Linked DNA regions of Mus musculus: region 1 is linked to region 2. A link is a contact called in public HiChIP or PLAC-seq data. All regions are on one chromosome and are shown on one strand. The core of a region is the stretch at or near the end of the contact, and the rest is flanking DNA. Distances in the headings are between cores, read along the strand shown. Region 1 overlaps Gm41955 (a long non-coding RNA gene). Region 2 holds the start of Ptpn7 (protein tyrosine phosphatase, non-receptor type 7).

Region 1 (5,573 bases), core at 156-2,655, 63 kb before region 2:
GGGATTAAAGGCGTGCGCCACCGCGCCCAGCACATATAAGTATTTTTTAATTAAAAATAAGGAAGAATAATTAAGGGTTGGGGCTCAGTAGTAGAGAATTTGTCTAATATGCATGAAGACTTAAATTCTTAGTCTAGGGGAAAAGTCACATGCAAAAAATAAATAAATATAAAAAGGCCTTTCATTGAGAGGGAGGGAGGGGGCTTTGAAGAATGAGACCAGGTATAAATCACTAAGTAACAGATCAAAACACCAGTGATTCCCGCCTTGCCTTTAATCTCAGCCCTCAGGAGGCAGAGGCAAGAGGGTAGATCTCTCACTTCAAGTCCAGCCTGGTCTACAGAGTGAATTCCAGGACAGCCACGTCCTCACTGAGAAACCTTATCTCAAAAAACAAGACAAACCAAAACCAAAACCAAAACTGCCAGAGATTCAATAACTGGTAGGAAAAGCCAGGCCTAGGGTACATGCTTTTAAGCCCAGCATTCATTTGAGAGGGGAGAGTCAGGGAGACCTCAGAGAGTTTGAGGCCAGCCAGATCTACATAATGAGTTCCAAGCCAGCTACAGCTACATAGTAAGACCTGGATGCCTCCATTGACGATTGGTCTTTGGAGAAGTTCCTCAGATAAAATAGAGTTCTTTAGCTGGACAGAAGCTATGGCCATGCTAGCGTAGGAGATGAAGATCAAGTCATGTAAATGGGGGCTGGTGAGATGGCTCAGCAGTTAGGAACCCTTGTCATTCTTGCTGAGGACTTGGTCAGTCCCCGGTATCCACCCGGTTGCAGCTTAGAACTATACACAGGCACATACACATGCAGCCAAAACGCTCACACACATAAAATAAGCAAATCTTAAAAGAATTAAAAACAAATAAATAAGCTCATGCAAATAGCCCTAGACTGTGGGTCTGATCTGTAGACTATGAGAGATGTTTGGTACAAGAATGTAGAAGTCATGACTCCTTTGGGGGTTGAACAACCCTTTCCCAAGAGTCGCCTAAGACCTGGGACAACACAGATTTACATTATAATTCATAACAGTAGCAAAATTAGTTATGAAATAGCAACAAAAATAAGCTTATGGTTGGGCTCACCACAACATGAGGAACTGTATTAAAGGGCCCCAGCATTAGGAAGGCTGAGAGCCACTGCTCTAGAGGCAATGGGGCTCACGCTGGAGTGTGTCACAGGTCTCTGGGTCTGTAGGACAGTTGAGCAGACCTCATGATGAAGAAGGAGAAGCTTTGGAGTTGGGGACGAGAGGGAGGGGACCTCCAGCTGACCCCAGGGAGAAGGCTCATGGGCTGGAAAACAGGATCGCAGGTGCCAAACAGGTCCTTGCGCATGGAAACAGGCTTTGTTGACTTTGGCAGCCCCACCCTCAGCCTCCTCCTGCCCCATGAGGGCCTGAAACTGACACTGGGCCATTCTGGGGGGTTGGAGATGTTCCCAGTCCAGTCCTGTTCAGGCCAGCTGCAGCAGGCTGCTTGCGCTCCTGGCTTGCAAGAGGGCTTAAGAGGCACAAGGGGCTGGTACCCAGGCCCCGCAGGTGAAGGCCAGGGCTGGGGGACATTAAGACTGAAGGATTGGTCTCTTTTTCTCAGACTGTAAGCCCAGCTGAAGGAGATGACTGTTATAAGGACTGCTCCAGGGTGTCCCCTCAGGGGCCTGACATCCAGATAAGTGCTAATTAACCACCACAACAAATCGGCAGTTAAAGAAACAGATGTCCACAACCAGACTGACCGGGAAGGGACAAAGTGGCAGGGCCAGCTCTGCTGTACCACTTGGCAGCAGCCTCTTGGGTTGAGCGGGCATCTCATTCATCTGCCCGCATCAAGGGAGAAACTCAGGTCTCTCCTGACTTGACTGAAGGATTAGGTGGAAGCCATCACTGGGAAGGAGGGGATGAGAGATAAGGAAAAAAAAGCAGTCAATGGAGAAAGATAGGCACGAAAGGGAATAGAGCCTTTAATCCCAGCACTTGGGAGGCAGAGGCAGGCAGATTTCTGAGTTCGAGGCCAGCCTGGTCTACAGAGTGAGTTCCAGGATATCCAGGGCTGCACAGAGAAACCCTGTCTGGAAAAACCAAAATCAAAAAAAAAAAAAAAAGGGAATAGAGAACTGTGTGTGCTCACGTGTGTACATGTACACATATGAAATGTGTGTATTACTTGTGTATATACATTATTGTTATTGTTGTTGTTATAATTTTGAAACAAGGTCTCACCATGTAACCCTGGCTAGCTGTGTAGACCAGTCTGGCTCCAACTCTTAGAGATCCAACTGCTTCTGCCTCTGCAGTGATGGTGTTCAAGACAAATACCACTTCATCTGGCCTTAAAAAATTTTAAACAGTTTTTAAATTCACTTTGTAGACCAGGCTGGCCTCGAACTCAGAAATCCGCCTGCCTTTGCTTCCCGAGTGCTGGGATTAAAGAGGCGTGCGCCACCACGCCCGGCTTTTTTTTTTTTTTTTGTTTTGTTTTGTTTTGTTTTGTTTTGTTTTGTTTTTTGAGACAGGGTTTCTCTGTATAGCCCAGGCTGTCCTGGAACTCACTTTGTAGACTAGGCTGGCCTCGAAATCAGAAATCCACTTGCCTCTGCCTCCCAGGTGCTGGGATTAAAGGCATGTGCCACCACGCCCGGCTTTAAACGTTTTTGATAAATTATTTCATGTAGCAAGCCGGCCTGCCGCTTACAAGGACTGGGTACACCTGGGAGGCAGGCTGGGGCTGAAAGATCCAGAGAAATAATGGAGCCAAGATGATTCCCTGTTCAAGGCTCAATGTTTACTAGCAGTCTGTGCTTATAAAGGGGGGAAGCCCATCCCCTGCCATGCCAGGCTTCTTGATGTTTTGTTGCCACATTGTTAGCACTAGTCCGCCAGAGCCGTTAGCAGTAAGTCGCCAGTTCCACTCTTGGTGCCTGGAGTCATTCCAGGCTGCCAGGCTGGCAGTTTATTCAGGAATCTCTCAGGAAGACAGGTTCAGACTCTTGGCAGGTGGCAGAATCTCAGGGCAGTTGTCACTTCAAAAGAAGCCAGCCAAGTCAGAAAGCTGCACCGCAGGTGGGCCCACCTCAGTAACAAGGTTTGTACCAGCCCGCTTCAGGCTGGGGGAGGCTACAGTTTCACTTATCCCAGGCTGGCCTTGAACCTCTGATCCTCCTGCCTCTACCTCCCCAGTACTGGAATGGCGCTGAGATTACAGGCCTGAGCCACCCTGCCCAGTCTTGTGTGGTTTTGGAAACAGAAGCCAGAGCTCGATCGACTGAGCTACACCCAGAGTCCAACACTGAACAAATGTATTTACTGTTTGCCCAGCTGGCCTTAAATGTGTGATCTTCCTGCCTCAGTCTTCCAAGTGTTTTGATTTCAGGTGTGTACCTCAGAACCCAGCTCCAGTGTTCTACACTTTGTTACATCCCTTTTCAGAGAGCTCTCAGAAAGGTAGAAAGGTGATCTAAGAAGACCATCATGAAGGATGGAGAGGTGGGGTAGCACAGAATTCCAGGAATACGCTTTCTGGGCAAGGCAAAAGGACCAGCAATAGGAGAGTAGGAGGGAAGAGCAGGAGAAGTGCCACACACAGGCCATAGCCGACCTTGGTTCTTGTGGGCAAGCACCCTTCAGCTTATCACCCTGGTGCTGGCCAGTTCAGGGCTTCCTGTTCCATTTCTGCTGGCCATGTAGTCAGTGTTCCAGCTTACAGTTATCCCTACAGGCAGGGAGTTCAGTGGGCCAAAACCTTAGGACTACCCTCAGCAACTGGACTCCAGCAGTCTTTGCTTCCTGTCTTTGAGATAGATGCCTCTATTTTCTGCGCCCTAATTTGAGGGAAGTTGAGCACTCAGGGAGCTGTAAGCCCAGAGTAAGTTGCAGAGGCTGCGAGGGTGAAGGAGAAGCTGGAGGACTTGGGCTGTAACCTGAGGTTTCTCAACCCAGGTCCTGACTTTATTATCTCTGCATCAAAGTCTCCCTGCCCATCCTGTAGGAGATCTAATTACAATAACAGTAAACCAGTAACAGCTGCTATTTACTGAAAGCATTCCTTGGGCCATACATACCTCCAGATAAGTGCACTTATTTTAATTTACATCTAAAATAGCAAGAAAGACAATTCTTATGTTCTTTTGATTTTTTAATGTGGTTTTGTTTTGTTTTGTTTTGTTTTTTTGGTTTTTCGAGACAGGGTTTCTCTGTGTAGCCCTGGCTGTCCTGGAACTCACTTTGTAGACCAGGCTGGCCTCGAACTCAGAGATCTGCCTGCCTCTGCCTCCCAAGTGCTGGGATTAAAGGCGTGTGCCACCACTGCCCGGCTGTGGTTTTGATTTTTAAAATTTTTGTTTCTTGAGACAGGGTAGCTCTGGCTGTCCTGGAATTCCCCCTGCAGACCAAGCTGACCTCAAATTCAGAGATCTGCCTGCCTCTACCTCCTGAGTATTAGGCTTAAGGTGTACTCCACACCTGGATGTTTCAATTTTTTTGAGGCAGGGTCTCTCAAGACTCAGTCTAACATTAGTCGGTCTGAACTTGCTGTGGAGCTGAGGATAACCTTGAATTATTGATCATCCTGAGGCCATCTCCCAAACGCTGAGGTTTTATAGATAATGCATTTGTGTGCATGGTATGTGTGTGTATGTGTGCATGTTCACATGTGTATGAACATATGTATGTGTGCATGTGTACTCATGTGTGTGTAGAGGCCAAGGTTGATTTCAAGACACTTCTTGGATTGTTCTTTAACCTTCTTTTTAAAATTATTTACTTTTATTTTATGTGTATGAGTGTTTTGCCTGGTGTCCACAAAAGCCACAAGAAGATATTGGATCCCCTGGAAATGAAGTTCCTGGGAGTTGTGAGCCTTCATGTGCCTGCTGAGACTTGAACCCAGGAAGAGGAGCTTAGCCATTGCCACAGGTTTGCTGGCCTGAGCATCCTCTCAGCCAACCCAGCCTGCCAGTGCTCCCCAACTTCCCAACCTACCAGGGCTATCCAACTTCCCAGACTTTTCTTCCCCCACCCCCCCACCCCCCATTGAAATATCTTGAGTGGCCAAGATCTTTCTATGTAAGCATGAGATCAGATCTCCAGCAGCTTCCTGGAGCCAGATGCAGCAGCACATCTACCTGTGGTCTCTGCTCTCAGCCATCTGAGCTGTGCGGACAGGAGACTCCTCAGACGCGTTCTATGCCTGCTACATGTCACACCATGGCGGTGAAGGAGTCTCAGATAAAGTGGAAGGTGAGAACCCGTTTCTGAGGTTGTCTGACCTCTGCTGGAACAGTCACACAAAGAGGGAGAGGGAGAGGTAGGTGTGTGTGTGTGAGTCTCTCTGTGTGTTTTATTTTTATTGGGCTGACGAGATGGCTCAGCAGGTAAAGGCACTTGCTGCCAAGCCTGACAATCTGAGCTCAATCCACAGGACCCACATGGTGGAAGCAGAGAACTGACTCCTAAAAATTGTTCTGTGACCTCCACATGCATGACACACTTATATTCACAAATAAATAGCTAGGCTGGGTATGGTGGTATTCATCACTAATCCAAGCAGTACAGAAAGAAAGGC
Region 2 (5,499 bases), core at 1,989-4,488:
GTGTATTATAAAATATACTATTTCATGACAACAGGGAGCCATGATGTTTTTGAGCCGGAAAGTGGTGCAATCAAATCAGAAAGATGGACTGAATGGTGATGTGAAGCACAGACCATAGAGCTGCAGACACCAACTGGGATATTATCATGTTTTAACCTTGAGATCAGCAAGGGTATAAAATGGGAGCGAACTGATAGGAAGAGGAAGAGATTCTGCAAAGGAAAAAAATGCCTTTTTGATTATGAATACAAGCGTTAGACGAATACATTGTTTAAGATATCACTCAACCACAAGGAATATTGGCTTCGCTCTCCAGAGGTGTGGGTTCTTCCCCAATCAAACCGGATGGGGGATGAAGAAGCTAACTTCCTCTCTTTGATGGTTGGAGAGCTTGCTAGAATTAGGCCAAGGCCAAAACTGATCCAACTCACATTGACAAGTGTTCACAGACAGTGCCTGGTCTCTTCTAGCAGGCACTGAGCCTGGAGTCTCAGTCCTGGGCAGGACCCATGTGCTGGGCTGAATTCGGACCACAGTTCTAGAAGCCATTGTACTAAGCTCTGGGTATCAAGCTGGCCTATGGGAAGTTGGGGGTGCTAGGCCTGGGTCCATCTGTGTGAGTTCACACCTACCACACAGGCGTGCAACCGCAGGAAGTGTCTGTAAATGCTAGCATGCAACTGGGCAACAACTGTCTGTCTCCTGGCTGCCAGGGTGTGGGTTAGCCTTTCTCTGTTGAAAGACAAGTGTCTCAAGCATTGATCTTCCTTGGCTTTGGAGAGCTGCTTTTTGTTATTGTTGCTTGTTTTTGTGAAGGTCTCATATAAACCAAGCTAGCCTAGAACTTGCTATATAGCTGAAACCGGCCTTTAATTCCTGATCCTCTACCCCAACCTCCAAGAGCGAGGATTATTATAGTCATACATCATTATGCCTGGCTCCCAGGCCATATGTATATCTTGCCTTCTTGAGTTCTTCACCCTCAGGGACACCAACCCCCTCAGTCCCACCGTGCTCCTTACTTGGCAAGATGGTCTTGTAGCGGTCTTTGGAGGCGTGGCCAGGGATATCCAGGTCTTCAGGGTTGACAAAGTTTGAGGGAATCTTCTGTTGGGGGAGGATAAATGAGTTAATCTCTGTTCCCCCACTTCCCAGCCTCCTTTTCTTCCATTCCATCCTCTGCACACAGAGAGGAAGAGCAAGGATGGGGACAACCTCTCTCCTACACCCCAAGGAGAAGAGAGGCCCAAGGAATCCAGGATGGTCTGATATGGAAGTGTAAAGTGATGTGGAGAGGACCCCAGGATTCCTTACCAAGAATTCCTCCTCTAGCTGCTTGGGGCTGGGAGGTTGGTGCTGTAGCGTCCAGCGTGTAAGGGGGTGTCCAGCCGTGCGCAGGAAGTGTAGGGTGACTTCCCGGGGTGTGTTCACTGAGCAGATGGGTTCAACCGTGCCCAGAGACTGTACATCCAGCATCAGAGCCACACTGGAGCCCCTTCTGCAAGCACAGCCAACCATTGCCCAGTGAGCATCTCAGAGCATCTGCCTCGCTTTCAAGCTCCTTGTGGGCTCTGTCTGGGGAGGATCTGCTGAGTCTTTGTCTTGACCTAGAGGCCCAGGGCACTCAAGGGTCAGGCCCCTACTGCGTTCCCCTTTTCCTTTATCAGATAAGAACAGAGCAGCCTGCAGCTCTTCTGCTCCTTCCTGCTGTCTCTCTCTCCTACTCTCAAGCCAACACAGAGGCTCCAATGCACACCCAACTCCACAGAGGCCCCTAGCTTTGTCCCAGAGACTGTTCATCACAACTTGAAACTTAGAGAGCAGACAGACCAGGGATGACGAGAAACTTGGTGCCTCTGCCATACAAGGAATGGGCGAGCAACCTTCAAATGAGCATTATTTGGTTTGGTTTTTCCAGGCCTTGTGGATTCAGTTGTTAGAACTGGACAGGAAAGAAGGAAGGGAAGGGACGGTGATCCAGGCCTAGGAAGATCCTCCCTGTGAAAGATCTCACCTCTCCTGCAGCCGCACATGCTTCTTGGCTGGAGCTTTGGTGGGTGGAGGCTGAGTCATGTCTGCCCCCAAAGACAAGGTCGGCAGCTGTGCTCTGGAGCGCCCCTCACAGGCCTGGACCATGCTGGGGTAGGTTGCTGGGCCCAAGGGAGGCTCATTCAGCCATGAGGCATGCCTGAAAGACAAGGTCCCGCGAAGGCCTCATTAGCTAGAAGAAGGCTTCTAGTCCAGGCCAGCCAGCTATTCCCTCAAGCAAGCGGCCCAACAGCTCTCTGTTGGGATGCAGGATAGAGGACAGTTAGGGGTTAGAGTAGAAGGAAGGTACTAGAGAGAATACAGGTATGGGGAAGATAGGAAGGAATCCAGAAGGAGGAAGAGAGAGGATACCCAAGTCCACAGGGCTCTAAGCTGGGGTCTGCATGAGGCCAACAGCCTGCTAACCACACAGAAGGAAAGGGAGAAAGCATACAGCTCTCTGAGTCTAGCCAGCTAGCAGGCTTCTCTATAATGAGAAATGGAGGCCTTGAGAAGCACTGGATCCAGTCAGGGATCCAGGCACGCTCCAACTTCTAGAAGGGTCTTCTCATTGTCGGCAGTTCCACTCCAAGATCAGTTGTGGCTCCTGGGGTCTCTGTCTAGGGCGGTAGCCCAGGGGTGTTTCCTCCCTCCTCCTTCCCATCCCCCAGTCTCCCGCCTCTGCAACCGTCACAGGAAATGGCCTCATCAAACCCTAGAGCGCCAGCGCATGGTGAGGCTACAGCTGGGGGTACAAGAGAGAGGGGGCATAGAGGTGATGAGGGCATCACCTTTTGGGGGCAGCCCCTGTCTCTCAGAGCTAAGGCATGGGTGACGTGGTGGTGGGGTTAGAGTCGCTAACCCATGGGGACAGAGCTTTGGGAGCAGTGTGGGCCCATGCAGGTGTGGCTGGGACAGTACTTGCCCACAACAGGAAGGGGCCTTTAGCCTCTCCTCTCCTGGCACTCTGTGTGGCTTCTTAGCCCTCCAGTCACAGGGACACCAGATATGTCACTTCTCATGCCCTGGCCAGGCATGGGAGCCCCAAACTCAATGCTTCTTCAACCCATCCTTGGAGCCCCCCATCCCACCCCAGGGCCATAGGATGTCTGTACTCACTTCAAGTACTTACTGAAGAAGCTATGTCCCCCAGGCTGCCTCTTGCCAGCTGTCTGTCAGTCCGTCTATCTTTGAGGACTGAGAGGTTTCAGGAAGCCAGCTTCCTCCCTCCGCCCCTCCTGGCTTCCACCCACGCACACCCAACTGCGGGCTGCCCTTCTGTGCCTGCCACAAGCTGCCACCAGGGGTCGGGTGCATCCTTCCTGTGCCCTCTAAGAGCAAGCGGCTGCTGTCCCGCCACCCTCACTGGATGCCAAGGCTCTGGGAAGCGGCGAGAGATGAGGCCTTCCCTGACCACCTCGGGCCTCCTCCTCTGGGTCCTCATCAAGTGCTGTCCCCCACCCCCACCTCTTCCTTGATAGCCATGGGGAACCTTCTGCTGCTCTTCTGGTTGTGACCTTGGCTAGAGACTTATTTCCACTTCTCAGCTTCTGCCCCTGTAAGCTTTGTTGCTTCAAAGCCTGGGAATTCAGGGCCAAACCCAGACCCCCAAACAGAGCAGATGTGTCACAGAGGTGCCATAGGGGGTGGCAGGGAAGAGGAGGCAGGAGTCCTTGCTCTGTACAGGAAGGAGAGGCCAGGGCTAGGCAGGAAAGCTTCTTTCCAACTCCCTGGCCCCTCAGCCTGCAGACATAGGCTTGTCACCAGAGAACAAGTATCAGAGCTTAACTGGAGAGGACTCTGGGGTGGCTTCCATAGCAGCCCCTCAGACTACCCCTCTGGGAGTGTCTTAGAACCCTGTATCTCCTCTGAAGACTTACAGATAGGTGAAGGCTGTGACCCTCACATCAGAGACTTCCCAGGTCCTCTTCACCAGGGGGCCACTTGGATGCTTGGGGTGTGGAAAGGGAGCAGTCCCCAAGTCTAGAACTCCACACACCCCCTACCCCCGCCTGGCTTTGCTAGGCCATTCGCTGGCCCTCAGCCCAACTGGTTCGTGGTTCATGCTTGCTTGCAAGACTCCTTCACTCTGTAATGTTCCCCAAAGCGTTCCTGGGCCCCACTGCTTGAATTCCACATCCTCTCTCTCTTCCTCCCACTTCTCCGATTCAACTGTCAAACGGGTGACACCGAAAAAGAGCTGCTGTGCAGTAAGCACAGGGATGGCACCTGAGGGGGGGGGAGGGGCTGCCCTTCTCTGGCCCACGGGGAGGAGGGGAGGACCAGGAAGAGCCTTTGAAGTCCTAGGGCTTGGGGCACCTGTCTTTGTTCTTGGCTGTAAGTCAGAGGGTGGTTCTCCCAGCCTCTCCATGGCTGGTTGGTTGGTTCTGGCTCCCTTTTCTCTGTGCCTGCTCTCCTGAGAGGACTAGGTGGGATTTCCTGAGGGGGAAGCTCAGTGGAGTTGGGAAGTGGTTGGCCCTGATGCCAGGATGAGATGACAGCAGCAGGAGCCTGGGAATCCCTGCACACCCGAGCACAGGGACAGGGAGACTGGGCTCTGCCTGGACCTCCCCACAGGAGCGTCTGCCCTGGCAGATAGTGGAGGGAGTGGGAGCAGAGTGGAAAGAGAGCCACCCGCCCTGGGGCCAGCTGTTGATTAGGATCAAGAAAAGGAAGTGAGGATACCACAGGGGCGGGGAGAAGGAAGTAGGCAAAGCCCTCCCCCACCGGTCTGCCTAGCATCCTCAGTTCACAGTGTTAGCCTGCTGGCTGTGAGCACACCTCTTGACCCTCACAGTGAGGACCCGGTGGGGTTCTAGAAGTTGGAAGATGAGCTCTTGGGTAAAGAGCAAAGGAGGCTGGGAGATGGGGAAGGAAGTTGGTGGGGCAAAAGGGTCAATCAAGGCAGGAAACAAGACTCTGAGGCTCTGTCCAGGTCTCTAGATGGCTTCTCACTTTCCTGCCTCTTCTATCTGTTCTTCCCATCCCTGGGGGGCGGTGGGTTGGGGGGATTGGTCTTTCTGACTGGGAATTAGGATCCAGTACTGTCCACTTTAGAGAATGTAAAGTCCTGTTTGGAAGCCTAGTGAGCAAGCAGACACTTAGTGGTCATGTGACCTTGGCCAAGTTCCCTGAGTCTCAGGTTCCCCACCAGCCTCCTCCTTCCCTCCCTCCCTCCCTCCCTCCCTCCCTCCCTCCCTCCCTCCCTCCCTCCCTCCCTCCCTCCCTCCCTCCCTCCCTCCCTCCCTCCCTCCCTCCCTCCCTCCCTTCTTGTCAGGAAGACAGAGCCCTGTGAAGTACTTTGTCCACAGCCCCAGCACTTGGAAAGTCTGGAACTGAGAGCTAGGGAGCCTCACCTGGTGGTGGAAGTGGAAGGGAGGCTGAGTCTGTCTGTCTGTCTGTCTAGGCTCTTCCTTCTTCCCCTTCCTTTTTCCAGTCAGCCATCATCTTTTTTTTTTTTTTTTTTTTTTT

The links. HiChIP or PLAC-seq counts read pairs in DNA pulled down with a chosen protein or histone mark.
Region 1: an H3K27ac HiChIP or PLAC-seq map of embryonic stem cells shows a contact between it and region 2, with 10 read pairs. The contact joins the enhancer-like site here to the promoter of Ptpn7 in region 2. A contact is called at or near these places in 1 of 39 promoter capture datasets (liver), 1 of 484 Hi-C or Micro-C datasets (the G1E-ER4 cell line) and 5 of 115 datasets of contacts at active chromatin or transcription factors (embryonic stem cells, extraembryonic endoderm stem cells and pancreatic cancer cells).

What each region holds. Positions count from the first base shown.
Region 1 is chr1:135,191,948-135,197,520 of GRCm38.p6, reverse strand. Gm41955 (a long non-coding RNA gene) reads left to right here. Exons shown (of 3, transcript XR_001779868.1): 2 at 4,793-5,248. Among named protein-coding and RNA genes, the nearest start is that of Gm41955, 7.3 kb to the left of the region's middle. Within about 2 kb of position 1,405, at least 27 of the 459 cell types and tissues checked have an H3K27ac peak or open chromatin away from gene starts, as enhancers often do. A contact at or near this core is called in embryonic stem cells, where this site is marked.
Region 2 is chr1:135,130,439-135,135,937 of GRCm38.p6, reverse strand. Ptpn7 (protein tyrosine phosphatase, non-receptor type 7) reads right to left here and starts at 3,238. Exons shown (of 10, transcript NM_177081.4): 1 at 3,148-3,238; 2 at 2,015-2,188; 3 at 1,315-1,498; 4 at 1,023-1,107. The coding sequence starts at 2,136. It also overlaps the pseudogene Ptprv.